Linked DNA regions of Zea mays: region 1 is linked to region 2. Evidence: chromatin contacts called from public Hi-C data. All regions are on one chromosome and are shown on one strand. Each heading gives the region's core, a stretch centred on a gene start, on an enhancer-like site or on the middle of the called end of the contact. The rest is flanking DNA. Distances are from core to core; before and after follow the strand shown.

Evidence for each region. A called contact is a pair of places that touch in the nucleus more often than the background predicts.
Region 1: a contact with region 2 is called in a Hi-C map of leaf, with 4 times the contacts expected there. The contact joins the promoter of LOC542582 here to the promoter of LOC100501446 in region 2. A contact is called at or near these places in 7 of 25 Hi-C or Micro-C datasets (ear, leaf, leaf mesophyll and 1 more) and 2 of 3 datasets of contacts at active chromatin or transcription factors (leaf and seedling).

What each region holds. Positions count from the first base shown.
Region 1 is chr7:169,089,120-169,095,382 of Zm-B73-REFERENCE-NAM-5.0, forward strand. It overlaps LOC542582 (alpha tubulin 6), which reads left to right and starts at 3,326. Exons shown (of 5, transcript NM_001112118.3): 1 at 3,326-3,676; 2 at 4,593-4,807; 3 at 4,901-5,100; 4 at 5,710-6,218. The coding sequence starts at 3,564.
Region 2 is chr7:168,933,363-168,939,837 of Zm-B73-REFERENCE-NAM-5.0, forward strand. It overlaps LOC100501446, which reads right to left and starts at 4,329. Exons shown (of 1, transcript NM_001348009.1): 1 at 3,809-4,329. The coding sequence starts at 4,261. The coding sequence ends at 3,845. It overlaps LOC100277357, which reads left to right and starts at 3,781. Exons shown (of 1, transcript NM_001348008.1): 1 at 3,781-4,327. The coding sequence starts at 3,917. The coding sequence ends at 4,090. LOC100281321 reads right to left here and starts at 279. Exons shown (of 12, transcript NM_001372497.1): 1 at 1-279. The coding sequence starts at 169.

The DNA of each region.
Region 1 (6,263 bases), core at 2,076-4,575, 150 kb after region 2:
TGCACCATGTATTTAGTGGCAATCAAAGTATGAAACACATGCATTTAGTGGCAACGAAAGTATGAAACAAAGTTTGGATGTCTATGCCTATGTTTCATGTTGGCCTAGCATAATACGCGTGCCCCATAGTCCTTACCGAAGTGATGCCATGACAAACTTTTAAACTCACGTGGATCAAGACTTTTGACTTCAAGCTGAAAACTTTTCTCGTAAATATGAAGATATCTGTAGCCGAAGTCTGCCGTCCTCTCCTGTGCTTTGCCTTGGGGACATGTGCACCTACCTGAAAGGCTAAGCGCAGCAACGCCGCGGCGCGGCGAGAGATCCGCACGAGCGTGCACGCACTGGCAGTCTAGCACTACCTGCTAGCCAAGCCGTCCCCAACCCCGAGTGCTTTTACAACATCGCAGCAACGCTGACTGATCCTGCTCCTGCTTACAACATCGCAGCAAGGAACCTCTCCTCACTGATTGCGCTTGCCCTGCCCCCCTCCTTCCCCTGCACCTCCATGTCCAGTCATCGCACCACCAAACGGAACGGAGCCATCTTCTTGTACGCAACGCACAGCCTCCCCCCACCACAAGTTGCAGCGTTAACAAACGCGCGATACTCCGCTGGGTCCTCGGTAGGGATGGCAACGGGTACATACCCGTCGGGTAGTACCATTCCATACCCGTACCCATCAAAAAATATTCTACCCGTCGGGTTACCCATATATACTCGCGGGTATAAAATCTTACCCATACCCGTACCCGCGCGGGTATTTTTACCCGTCGGATAACTCGTACCCGCTAGGAAAGTCTTAAATTCTAATATACCAATCACTCAAAATATTAAATAAACATATAAAAACAACTTCAACTTCAGATATAACAAATCATATGATTACATAACTTGGTATCTAGACAAATGATAGCTAGAGAAGGGTTTTATTTTAGCTAAGATGGGCTCTATTAGATGGTTATAGTTGTATTGATGCGGGTATATTTTACCCATGGGTAGACGGGTATGGGTAGTTGCAACCCGTACCCGTACCCGTCTACCCAACGGGTAGAGGTTTTTACCCATTAACATACCCGCGGGTAGAGAAATCATCCCGTACCCGCCTTCATATCGGGTAAAACCCGTCGGGTATTCGGGTTTCGGGTACCCATTGCCATCTCTAGTCCTCGGGGGTTTTCGACGGAGAAAAGCATCCTGTTTGGTCTGATGACCTGGACGAATAAAAATATCGTCCTGTTTGATCTGATGACCTGGACGAATAATCGGGCTACTAATCTTGGAAGCGAAGGCTGGAGCGCCGTGCCGCTGTCAGCCTGTCTTCACCGCTGGCTGCCTCGCTGTCAGCTGTACTGTACTGCACTGCACAGCACTCGCTCACTGAGAGACAGGTGCTGCTGCCCCAAGCTTGAGCCTGAAAGCAGCCGCCACAAGTCTCTATTGAATACTCTGCTCCTGCTAGCAATAGGAGCAAACAGATCTACTCCAGATACGTGCTGACGTGTCACTTCTGTGATTTTTACATTCTAACACATTTTTAAATTATTTCTAAAAATAATTCTAGATTAATTTTATTTCCAAAACTGTGCTGACGTCTCACTCTGTCTCGCATGACCGATTTATGAGAGTGACAGGTCAACCAAATTTTAAGCAATAATATGATAAGTTTTTGTCGCGCCACCGATTCAAACTCATCATCTGTCGCGTCACCCCGTCTGGTGCGATAGAGAGAACTATACTAGTTGTTTGCTTCGAATTAAATTTAGCTGAAAATAAAGATACTGCAAAAACAGTATAAACCGATACAGATTAAAGACAAACGATCATACCAATAGAGCATGCACACGATTTCCTCTTTTTTTTTCTTTCCTCTTCTTCCACAACGAGCGCCACCGCTCTTCTCTGGCCACATTGATCATCAGGACATGTAGTTCCCCCCTTCCCCCATCCTCCTCGCTTTTAGTGAGAGAGATCTCCCTAATATATAGGTGAGCACTATTCACTATCTACACGCTAATTGTATCATTTCTTTGGGAAATTAACCATGTTTAAGCTCTAGAACATGGTAATTATATGTATTATGATGATATAAATATTCTATGTTTTTTTAAAACTTTAAAAACCGATAAAAATATTAAATAACTAAGTTACGGTAGACAGAGTGTTGAATAGGAAGCGGACCATATGTATTATGTTGATATAAATATTCTATAAATTTACCCTTGAGGTTGTGCTGAGGTTGTGCGCCCACGCTGTGGCTTGGTGTCATGAGTGGGAAGCGGATCGGCACCCACGCTGTGGCTTGGTGTCAGGCGCGGTTAATGTGACCAATTATTTATGTCAGGTTAGTTCGGACCGGGTGCGGGATCCACTCGAGTGATTACCTTTCGACACGCCCGTCCTCTCATGTCAGGCTCTAACATGCCCGGTCTCGGCTCGGTGCCGCGGGGTTCGACCGTGAGCGTGTCCTTCTAGGGTTGGCGCTTCTGCCTCTTTCAAAATGATCGTGAAAAGATAGAAGTTGTTGAGCCATATAACTCTCTCTTTCTTGGGTCTATAAAAGAGAGGAATTCAAGCCTATTCAATTTGGCCATATGCACTCCTAACCAAAACCAAACATGAAGGAGAGGTCATGGTATTATAGATCTAACGAGCCAAACCTCTATAAACTGGCCACACGCTGAGTAACAAACTATATCTAGGCCAGCCTATCTCTAGCCAACGGCTCTCACTCCGTCCATAAACTTTGTTCACTTTTTCTATATACACACATGATATGTTCATACCTATAAAATAGGTGTATATGGCTAAATTCACTATGTTAGAGCATCTCTAGCAGTGTGACATATAAAAATATCCTATAATTTGTAAATAAGTATAATTGATAAAATTTAGGTCACTGATAAAATAATTTGTTCCAACAGTAAAGCTCAAAATCTAAATTATAGACAAATCACTGCGGTGTAGTATATTTGAAGCATTTGACAGAGTGCTCTATAAATTTTTAATCAAATTTTATAAAATAAGATATTTTTGGGGTAGTTTTATCTATGTAGAGATTTATATTTCAATTTAATACACCAGTTTGAGGCATCGTTAGAGATGCTCTTACATTAGGTCCCTTGTTTATGTCTTGTCCTAAGATTACAAACCTTTTATTTGTGTGCCATGCTACCACATATTATCACGTTAGACACCAATGGTCCTGTTAGGTCATCGCTCTATTGTTTTTAGAACTATGGTTAACTTTTATACGCGATGGAACACCTTACGAATACGTTTATATAGCAAGGCCGGCTCACGTGAACAACGCCCACGAAGTAGCGTTGGCTGTTGCAAAAGCAACCGTTTCAAGTTTCCTCCCTAGTGCACCCAGGAAATCGCCAGCACCTCCCCTGTTCCCTCTCTGTCTCTGGCTCTCTCTCCTCTCCGCCCCTTTTTATCGCCCGATCTCACACATTTTGGAAAGAGGAGAGAGAGGGAGAGATTAGAGGGAGCGCCCTGCCCAAGCAAAGAGAAACCGCGGCGCGAGAAGAGGGAGGAAGGGCAGACGGGCGAGCAGGATGAGAGAGATCATCAGCATCCACATCGGCCAGGCCGGGATCCAGGTCGGCAACGCCTGCTGGGAGCTCTACTGCCTCGAGCACGGCATCGAGCCCGATGGCACCATGCCCAGGTGAATGCTCGACTCTTGTCGATCTGCCGGACGCGTGCCTCCTGTTCCCCCCATTTTTTTTTGTTGGCAGCGCGCATCTGTCGCGCGTTCTAGGGAGCCGGGTGCTCGAAATTCTGGCGTGCTCGTTCGTCGCATTTCCGAGATGTTTCGGATCGCTGCGTTTTGTGTGTGTTCTAATTCGGTGGAGCAGACGATGGGCCGGGTAGGTGTGTAGTGATGGTACTTCTATGTCGGCTCCGTAATTTTGGTTCGTTTGCGTTGTACTTCTAGTCTGGTCCTTTGCGACGGGGTTTGTTTGGGTCGGATGTGTTGTGGTTTGTTGGGTTTTGGTACATTTTTTGCCGGTTGTTGAGAGATTGCAATGCATGAGCCGGACTAGATGCGACGTTTCCTAATTAAGGGTTTGCGCTAGCATTTTTTGGATTACTATTAATACTAGGCCTGCCAATTGCTGCATCTGTTCTTTTCCTGCGAATTAGGCAGGCGACACAGATGACAGAACGATGCCTTGAGGTCCTCAGAGGAGCGCACGTCTATGTTTGTGTGCTTGGGGACAGATAGAGTTTCCAACTATGTAAGACGCAAGATCTGAAGAATTGAATCTGTGGGGATGCTTAATAAATAATATAACCGGGGAGCTCGGATGAGTGTCAGACTCTGGATCTCCCTGGATTCACGAGTTTCATCTTGTCCTCTGTTAAAAGTGGCATGCTTCTCTCTGTTTGCCTGATTTTGTAGTAGCATAGAAAATTTGCCCTAATGCTACTCTGCTTGATAATATAAAATTCTGTTTAGGACCCTGAGGAGGGAGGTTGCGTAAGCTATAATTACTCCTTTAGCTCATATGCCAATGGTTACTACCTTACTAGAGTTCCTCGCTATACATTTTTTTAACACTGGTTTGATTATGATGCAGTGATACCTCGGTTGGCGTCGCACATGATGCCTTCAACACGTTCTTCAGCGAGACCGGTTCTGGCAAGCATGTGCCGAGGGCCATCTTCGTCGACCTTGAACCCACTGTCATTGATGAGGTTCGCACTGGCTCGTACCGCCAACTCTTCCACCCAGAGCAGCTCATCTCGGGCAAGGAAGACGCAGCTAACAACTTTGCCCGTGGCCACTACACTGGTAATTCACCATGTGTATGTGAATATGTAATAGGAGTGGGTATTATGCTTCTGTGACTGTGGATATGTTCAATTCTAATTATGTGGAATGCAGTTGGGAAGGAGATTGTCGATCTATGCCTGGACCGTGTGCGCAAGCTTGCAGACAACTGCACTGGGCTGCAGGGATTCTTGGTGTTCAATGCTGTTGGTGGTGGGACTGGCTCTGGACTTGGGTCACTTTTATTGGAGCGCCTTTCAGTTGATTATGGCAAGAAATCCAAGCTTGGTTTCACCATTTATCCTTCCCCACAGGTATGACCTTACCTATGCTAAAACCTTATATTAGCAACCTAGTATCCGGTGATTTCTCAAAAAAAGTATTCGTATATCTATTCTTTCCAAACTGAGATGCTGGCTTAAATATCTGAGAAATGGAAATAATACATGAAGCAGGTTAACAATTTATATTTGTCAACCAACAGGGAATTGTTTTATATAGAATTAATCTACGGACCATGTAATTTAGCAGCACTGTCCTTGCCTTCTAAATCACACAGATAGACACTGATCATTGGACCAGCCTAGCATTATTTAAATCATGTGTGGACAAAAAATCAACTGTTGTGGACTTCTGGTTAGTGAGGAGGACCTTCCTGTGCATGGTTTAGACCATGATTAGTACAACTGTCACATGCCACAGGTCATCTTTATGAGTGTCTTGAAATCATGCATCGCATATGTGCCAACATTATCCTATAGTGCTGCTCCCTCCTGTCCATGTGATGTGGGCCATTCAGCTTGCTCATGAGAGTAGTTTCTTTTTGCATCTTAGCTGTTATGTGGACAATGGGTAGAGATGATCGATCATTTTGGGTCTGGTCCATGGTTTAACTTTTCCTCTAATGCCACCCTGGATTGCAGGTGTCAACAGCTGTTGTAGAGCCATACAACAGTGTCCTCTCCACCCACTCCTTGCTTGAGCACACTGATGTTGCAGTCCTCCTGGACAACGAGGCTATCTATGACATATGCAGGAGGTCCCTTGACATCGAAAGGCCAACCTACACCAACTTGAACAGGCTGATCTCACAGATCATATCATCTCTAACCACCTCCCTGAGGTTTGATGGTGCTATCAATGTGGATGTCACCGAGTTCCAGACCAACCTTGTTCCATACCCACGTATACATTTCATGCTTTCCTCATATGCCCCTGTAATCTCTGCTGAGAAGGCTTACCATGAGCAGCTCTCTGTTCCTGAAATCACCAATGCCGTCTTTGAGCCCTCAAGCATGATGGCCAAGTGTGACCCAAGGCATGGGAAGTACATGGCTTGCTGCTTGATGTACCGTGGTGATGTTGTTCCCAAGGATGTCAATGCTGCAGTCGCAACCATCAAGACCAAGAGAACTGTCCAGTTTGTGGACTGGTAAGCTGTCTTTGTCGCAATTTGAGTTGCACTTATTCTATAATA
Region 2 (6,475 bases), core at 3,079-5,578:
GGCTGCGGCGGTTGCGGAGGCGAGGGTATAGGAGGGGAGAGGCGGGGACGTGACCGTGCTGGTGGTTGTGCCGGCCATTAGTAATTTGTAGGTGGAGCGGAAGCAGTAGGCGCGAGAGCGTTGACGGTGAGGGCACCGCCCGAGCGCCCGGCGTGAGCAGGAAGGGCATCGTTGCGTGCGCGCGGCTCGGTGTCGGAGAGCCTCGCTGGCCGCTTTGTTGTGGTCGCTTCGCTCGGCACGGCAATCTGCGACCGCGATGCTGCGGTGCCGTGACTGGCCCTTCCTGTGCACACACGGTCGGAGGGGCAGAATAGTGACTAGTGAGTGGCGATGGAAGAAGGAAGAGGGCCGTGACTGCACAGAAAGATCTTCCAATCCAGACCGTCATGAGATCGTGTCATCGGAGACTACGTGGGCTAGCAATAATGCCACCGTGCCGGCCCAAATGGCCTTTCCGAGAGATTTAAGTGACCAAAGCCCACTATTACGCGGGCCATCGCGAATTGGCCATGCCGGAATAAAGAACCAGAGCCAAATGAACAGGCTCCTCCCGGTCGGTCATGGCATCGGCGTAGACGCCTAGCTCCGGGTCCCGGGCGTCGTGAGTCGTGTGACGCGCGAGAAAAAGCCGGCGACCAAAGAGTGCCAGTACCTGCCTCGCGCACGCCACAAAAGCATTGACGACCAAAGGCCAACAAAACAAAGTCGGTCGGTCGGTCGGTCCTGCATGCTCCTGCTCCTGCCGATGAAAAAACGGTACGTCGGTACCAAACGCGGTTTTACCACCACAGCGCCGAACTTGTGGCCTCCGAGGCTTCAACGCGCGTCAGTTGCGCACGGCCGTCCAGACCGAGCTTCGTCAACCGCCCGTCACGTTTTGCCAGCCGCTATTTTGTTTTGTACTGTAGGTAGTACCGTGCTTCAACGCGTCGTTTGGTCGTTAGCACGCCGCGATCAGATGGATCGAGCCCGGTTTGGCGGCTGACCCATTCTCTTCTCCGGAAGCTACTGCCGGAACGCGATGACACTGACACTCCCTTCCTCCACAAAGGTGTATTCTTAAAACTAGTGAAAACGATTGAAAACGGTAGGAAATGATATCTTCTATCTGGTCAGAATTTTAACCAGTATTCTAATTAATCTACTGACTAGCGACTATAATATAATGTTTATAGATATTTGAAATTTAAATTTTAAAAACGGTAATTTTTGAAAACAATATTGTATTTACAAAAATACGAGAATTTCAGTTACTGTTTTCATCTCTAATTAAAAGTAGTGTACATATAGGACAATCTAACTCTTGTTACTTTTTCCTATTTTTTCTTTTTATAAAGATACAATAATTGTATATTTATATAAATATATATGATTTTATAATAACATACAAAATATGTGTGATTATTTTAAGACATGGATTCAATCAAACGTGCATACAGTCTGACCCGGTGAAACGAGATATCTAGCCTCTGGGCTTGGGGCAACGGTCAAATTTAGTTGCCTCCTCGTTTTTGTGGTTCTACATTCTCTATTTTAAGGTAAATATATTTTTAAACTTTATATGAATACATTAATATTAACAAAAGTTGTATTTAGATATTTGTAAAAAAATATAAACAATGAACTTTAATAAAAGAAAAAACGACGAAAATTAGATTGCCTAAATTTTGAACTTTATAAACGCTGCACAGGCGAATCAAAACTGCCACGCCAGCTCAGCCCTCCAGGCTGGTCTTTGCCCATGCGCGCGCATGACCGTTTGCTACCGAGATCCTCTGGATCCACCTATCCTTGCGACCTGTCGTGGGGCTCATGACGCCTTGCCACGCGGCTTCCCTGCTCCGGCTAGATGTCACGCACTTAACCGTCCACATCGCATCAGGTCAGGGGTCAGCAACCGCTTTTGACGGACTCATTTCCCTCGCATCCAAATAACGGACGCAGTTATTGAACACAGAACATTCCCCCAAACAAAGATTGGAGGAAATAAATCAAGACATCCCGCCAAAACAGTACCATGCAAACATTAAAAAATCTTTATTCATCAACTGATCTACCATAACACATAGCAATGGCACCTATTCTTAATCCTGTAGCTCCGAACATCAATACTGCTTTTAATCAGAGATGGCAATAGGTACACAAAACCCAAATATCCGACTGTTTTTACCCGATAAAAGGCAGGAATAGGATGATTTCTCTACCCGCGGGAATTTAATGGGTAAAAACTTCTACGGACGGGTACGAGTACGACGGGTACGGGTTGGTACTACCAATACCCGTCTACTTATGAGAAGAATATATTCACATCAATATCACTATAACCATCTAATAGAGTTCATCTTACCTAAAATAAAATCTTTCTCTAGATATTATTTATCTAGCTACCAAGTTATATAATCATATGATTTATTATATTTGAAGTTAAACTTGTTTTTTATGTTTATTTAATATTTCGAGTGATTGGTATATTGGAACTTAAGACTTTACTAGCGGATACGGGTTACTCGACGGGTAAAATTACCCGTACGGGTACGCGTATGTGTAAGATTTTATATCAGCGAGCATATATGGGTAACTCGACAGTTAGATTTCTTTTTGATAAATACGGGTATAGGATGGTACTATCCAATAGATATGTACCCGTTGCCATCCCTACTTTTGATCCATGGTGAAGCTTATTTCCATGCATAAGATAGATGAAGGATCCTATTGAAGTTTGGACGCATCTTTTGGAGAAAACACGAGAATCTCAATAAGACCATACGCTATACCATGAAGCGCGCTAGGAAAAAAAAATCTAAATTACCTCCTTCAAATTTCAAATGTGTTTAGATTATTCTTTAAAGTCTATATTTTGTTCAATTTACTTTCTTCAAGTATTTACGTTGATCTAATTTACACCATAATAAGATTTGTTATTTTTGTTTCTTCATGCGTAGGTTGTGGTGACAGAGGATATCATATATTATGTTAGAAAGACATATCTTATATTCTGTCATTATTTTTAATGGCTTAGAGATTTATTAATAAATAAAACTAGAGGTACAATACCGTGTATAGCATAATGTTAAAATTTGCAATATATTTTAACACAACCATGATGTCTTCTGTGACGTAATAAAAATTGGAATTAAAACATAATTTGCACATAGTGAGATAAAAATAAGAATCTTTTTAAGATATAAACTAGACCAAATGAAACCGTTGGATAGAGTAAACTGAACTAAATATTAATTTATAAGGTTATTTATACGTAGCCTAAGCTTGAGGAGGGTAATGTGGACTTTTTTCTAACGTTTTCAAGTAACTATTTTTTGTCAAGTTAGCCAGAATCGCTTGCTTGCATCTGTAGTGCTGTGCTGCCTCTGCCTGCTTGTAGCACCAAGCAATACGCGCACGAACGAAGTTTCCTCGGCGCGGGTCGTGCCGTCTTGAGGACGCGCACCGCGGGCGGGCGGCGACGCGCTCAGACGCGCGCATGGTCAGCAGTCAGCACAGCAATCGGCAGGGCAGAGAGGGCCCCAACGGGCAACGGCCCCGCGGCGCCCGCCCAACCGCAAGGCGATGCCAGGCTGCCCGGCCGCTTCACCAAACGCGGCGGAACCCGACAAATGGCCAGCCAGCCGCGCGTCGTGCGGGGCCCTTCCCGGTCGTCCCCAGCCAGCCAGCCCCCCACCGCCTCACGCAACCTACCTGGCCGCGCCAAGCGCGGGGGGCCCTCTCCGGCCTGCGCCCCTGCCCGCCTCTATAAAACCCTCGTCCCTCCGCAGCGTCCTTCCCCACCTCCATCCAGCTCGAGCCAGCCCGTCGCCTGCGCGCATCTCTCTACACTTCTACTGCTTCATACTCTCGTAGAGAGATCCCGCGCGGCCCAATAAAAACCCGACTCGCTAGCTACACTACACACTCGCAGATGGCCGGCCTCAGGATGAAGTTCGTCGCCGTCGCCGCCATGGCCGCCGCGCTCGTGGCGTCCGCCGCAGCCGCCGAGGCCCCCGCCCCGGCCCCCGCCTCCGACGCCGCGGCCGCCGTGCCCCTCGCCGCGGCCTCCCTCGCCGCCGCCGCCTTCGGCTACCTCTTCTGCTAGATCCGCGCTGGACGCGTGGTTTCTGCTTGATTTGTGATTCGTCTGGCGCGAGTGGAGTCCGTGTCGTGCGCGTGTCTGTGTGAGTTGTTTCGGCGGGCGTGTGTCTGTATGTATGGAGTCGGTGGCGGAGGAGGAGGTGTGCGCGTGGTGGTACGTGCGTCGACGCTCCATTGTTTGTGGCGGCGATCATGTGCCTGCCCCGTTTTCTGGTTATCAATGAGATGATTTATTTGATTCTTTCCAGCCTGAGCACCAAGTGCACACAATTAATTTTACGGTAATATCGTGTGCCCATCTAGCGTTCAATCTGAGGTATAAGATTCTCTATCTGCGGGACTGCGGCCAACGAAGGTTATCTAGCGTGCAGTATGAGGTATTTGCGACCAACGAATTTGTCTCGGCAATTTCAAGTGGTTCTTTGCCTTCTGCAAAGAAAAAACGCTAGTGATAATCTGATAGATTATATGGCATTTGCTGCATGCCTTCAATTCGTGCATCCAAGTTCAGTGGGGACAATAAAGAAATAAAAATACGGTAATACAATTGAGAAATTTGGTCCGGCGAAGAATCATCTGGATTGAACACTGGCAGAAAGCCGTCAAAGAAAATGTTCAGAATCAACAGAGCGTTAATTTTTATAGTCTGCAAACGGATGCTGTGGCACCGAGTCCGATATTAGGCCGTTGGTTGGTTTTGAGGGCTGTTGAGAGATCCAAAGATCGAAATGATTGGTGTTGACAGCCATGCGCCATGTGGTATGTCCGTATATGTGCGGCTCGCTCTTTCAAACTGGTCCACAGATGAGTTGTCTACTTGTCTTCGTACCCACTGCATCAGCATGGCTGGCAGTCTTCGGCGGAATCTGCCCAGCGCCCCTACCGACTGCATCAACATGGCTGGCAATTGGCATGCTGAAAGAAAGATGGCGCGCTGGAAGCTGAAACAAAATGGCGTGCCATCGCCATCCACGCACTGAGATACAAGGAGCTCAAAGTAAACAAATAATATATAGTAAATAATCTACGTGACGTGCACTCTAGGGAGTGTTCGCTTCGTGTTAAAGCACCGCAACCGCTACGTTTTTTTAGTTCAATCTAAAGCTGTATTCGCTGCAGTTTTTTTTATTTTAATCTGCAGGGGTTCGTAATATCACACTGCACCGCTGTCATTTCTGCATTGAAAGAATTTTTAATGGAACGCTATTTTTTCTTCGGGCCGACGGGCCAGTCCAGCTTCGGGCCTATTTCCGCTGTCACGTAGAGAACGTGCAAAATAGGCTCGTTGTGCTTCGGGCCTGGCCCATTGATCGAGCCATTGACCTAAGCTCGCTAGTTCTAACTGGGCTCAATGTGCCGCTGACTTTGGGCCATGGCAAAGGATGCAATGGAGCGAACAATCCGCACGTCCACAAGTTTCCTTTTTGAAAAAAAAATAAATTTATTTTCAACTCTTTCTCTTATAAAAAATAGTTTTCGAAAGAAAACTTAATAGACTTAAGCCGTGAATAGGATGGCAATTTGATCCTGAAATCAGATATTCGTCGCAATTCGATTCCAATAGAGCTAGATATCGATATATTTTTTGACTTATGAGTTAGACCTGTATCCGAACCAAGATCGGGTGGATCCAGATTAGGATATTATATCCCACCCGCGGGTTATCCATTGAATATCCAAAATCGGGTTATAGTTTTTTTGGTCATATAACATAACAAAGAGTAAATCTAGCTCCATGAACGACTAAACCCCACGCCAAACACTCCCGATTCTCCACCGGTGACCACCCCTTTTAGCCTTACTGGCTTGCTTCGTTGCGCCCGTGCCCTTTCCAAGTTGTGTAGGCCGCAACACCGCTGGCGGCTGGCCGATGGCTGGTCTTTCTTGCTTGCATCTCAATCATGTGGCGGTCACCTGCCTACCCGCTCTGGGCTCTTCAGTACATGTTTTCATCGTCATTTCACACTTTTATATTGTGTGTTTGGTTTGTAGAGTCACTTTATGCTTCACGAGGTGATGCATCATAAGTTCACTCCATCATTTTTGGTAGAATCAACCCACTCCTCATGTATATACTAATTATTGGCTTATGAGGGATGATGTGATGATGGATCAACGCATTCTATTCCACACACCAAATAAAAAAAAGTGAGAAGTGAGAAGAAGATGGATCACTTCATTCCTCAAACCAAACACACTATTAGTCTAGCGCTGGTTCCCCACTTCCCACTCCTTTTAGTCTAGGCCCCTTTCATGGTCATATTGAGAATATTGCTTGTTAAAAGATATGTGTAGTTTTATAATTATTCTATTATTATTTTTAGCTACGTATGATGATGAATTGAGAAGAATTTTATGTCACATACGAGGCATATTTGAAATCCGTGGA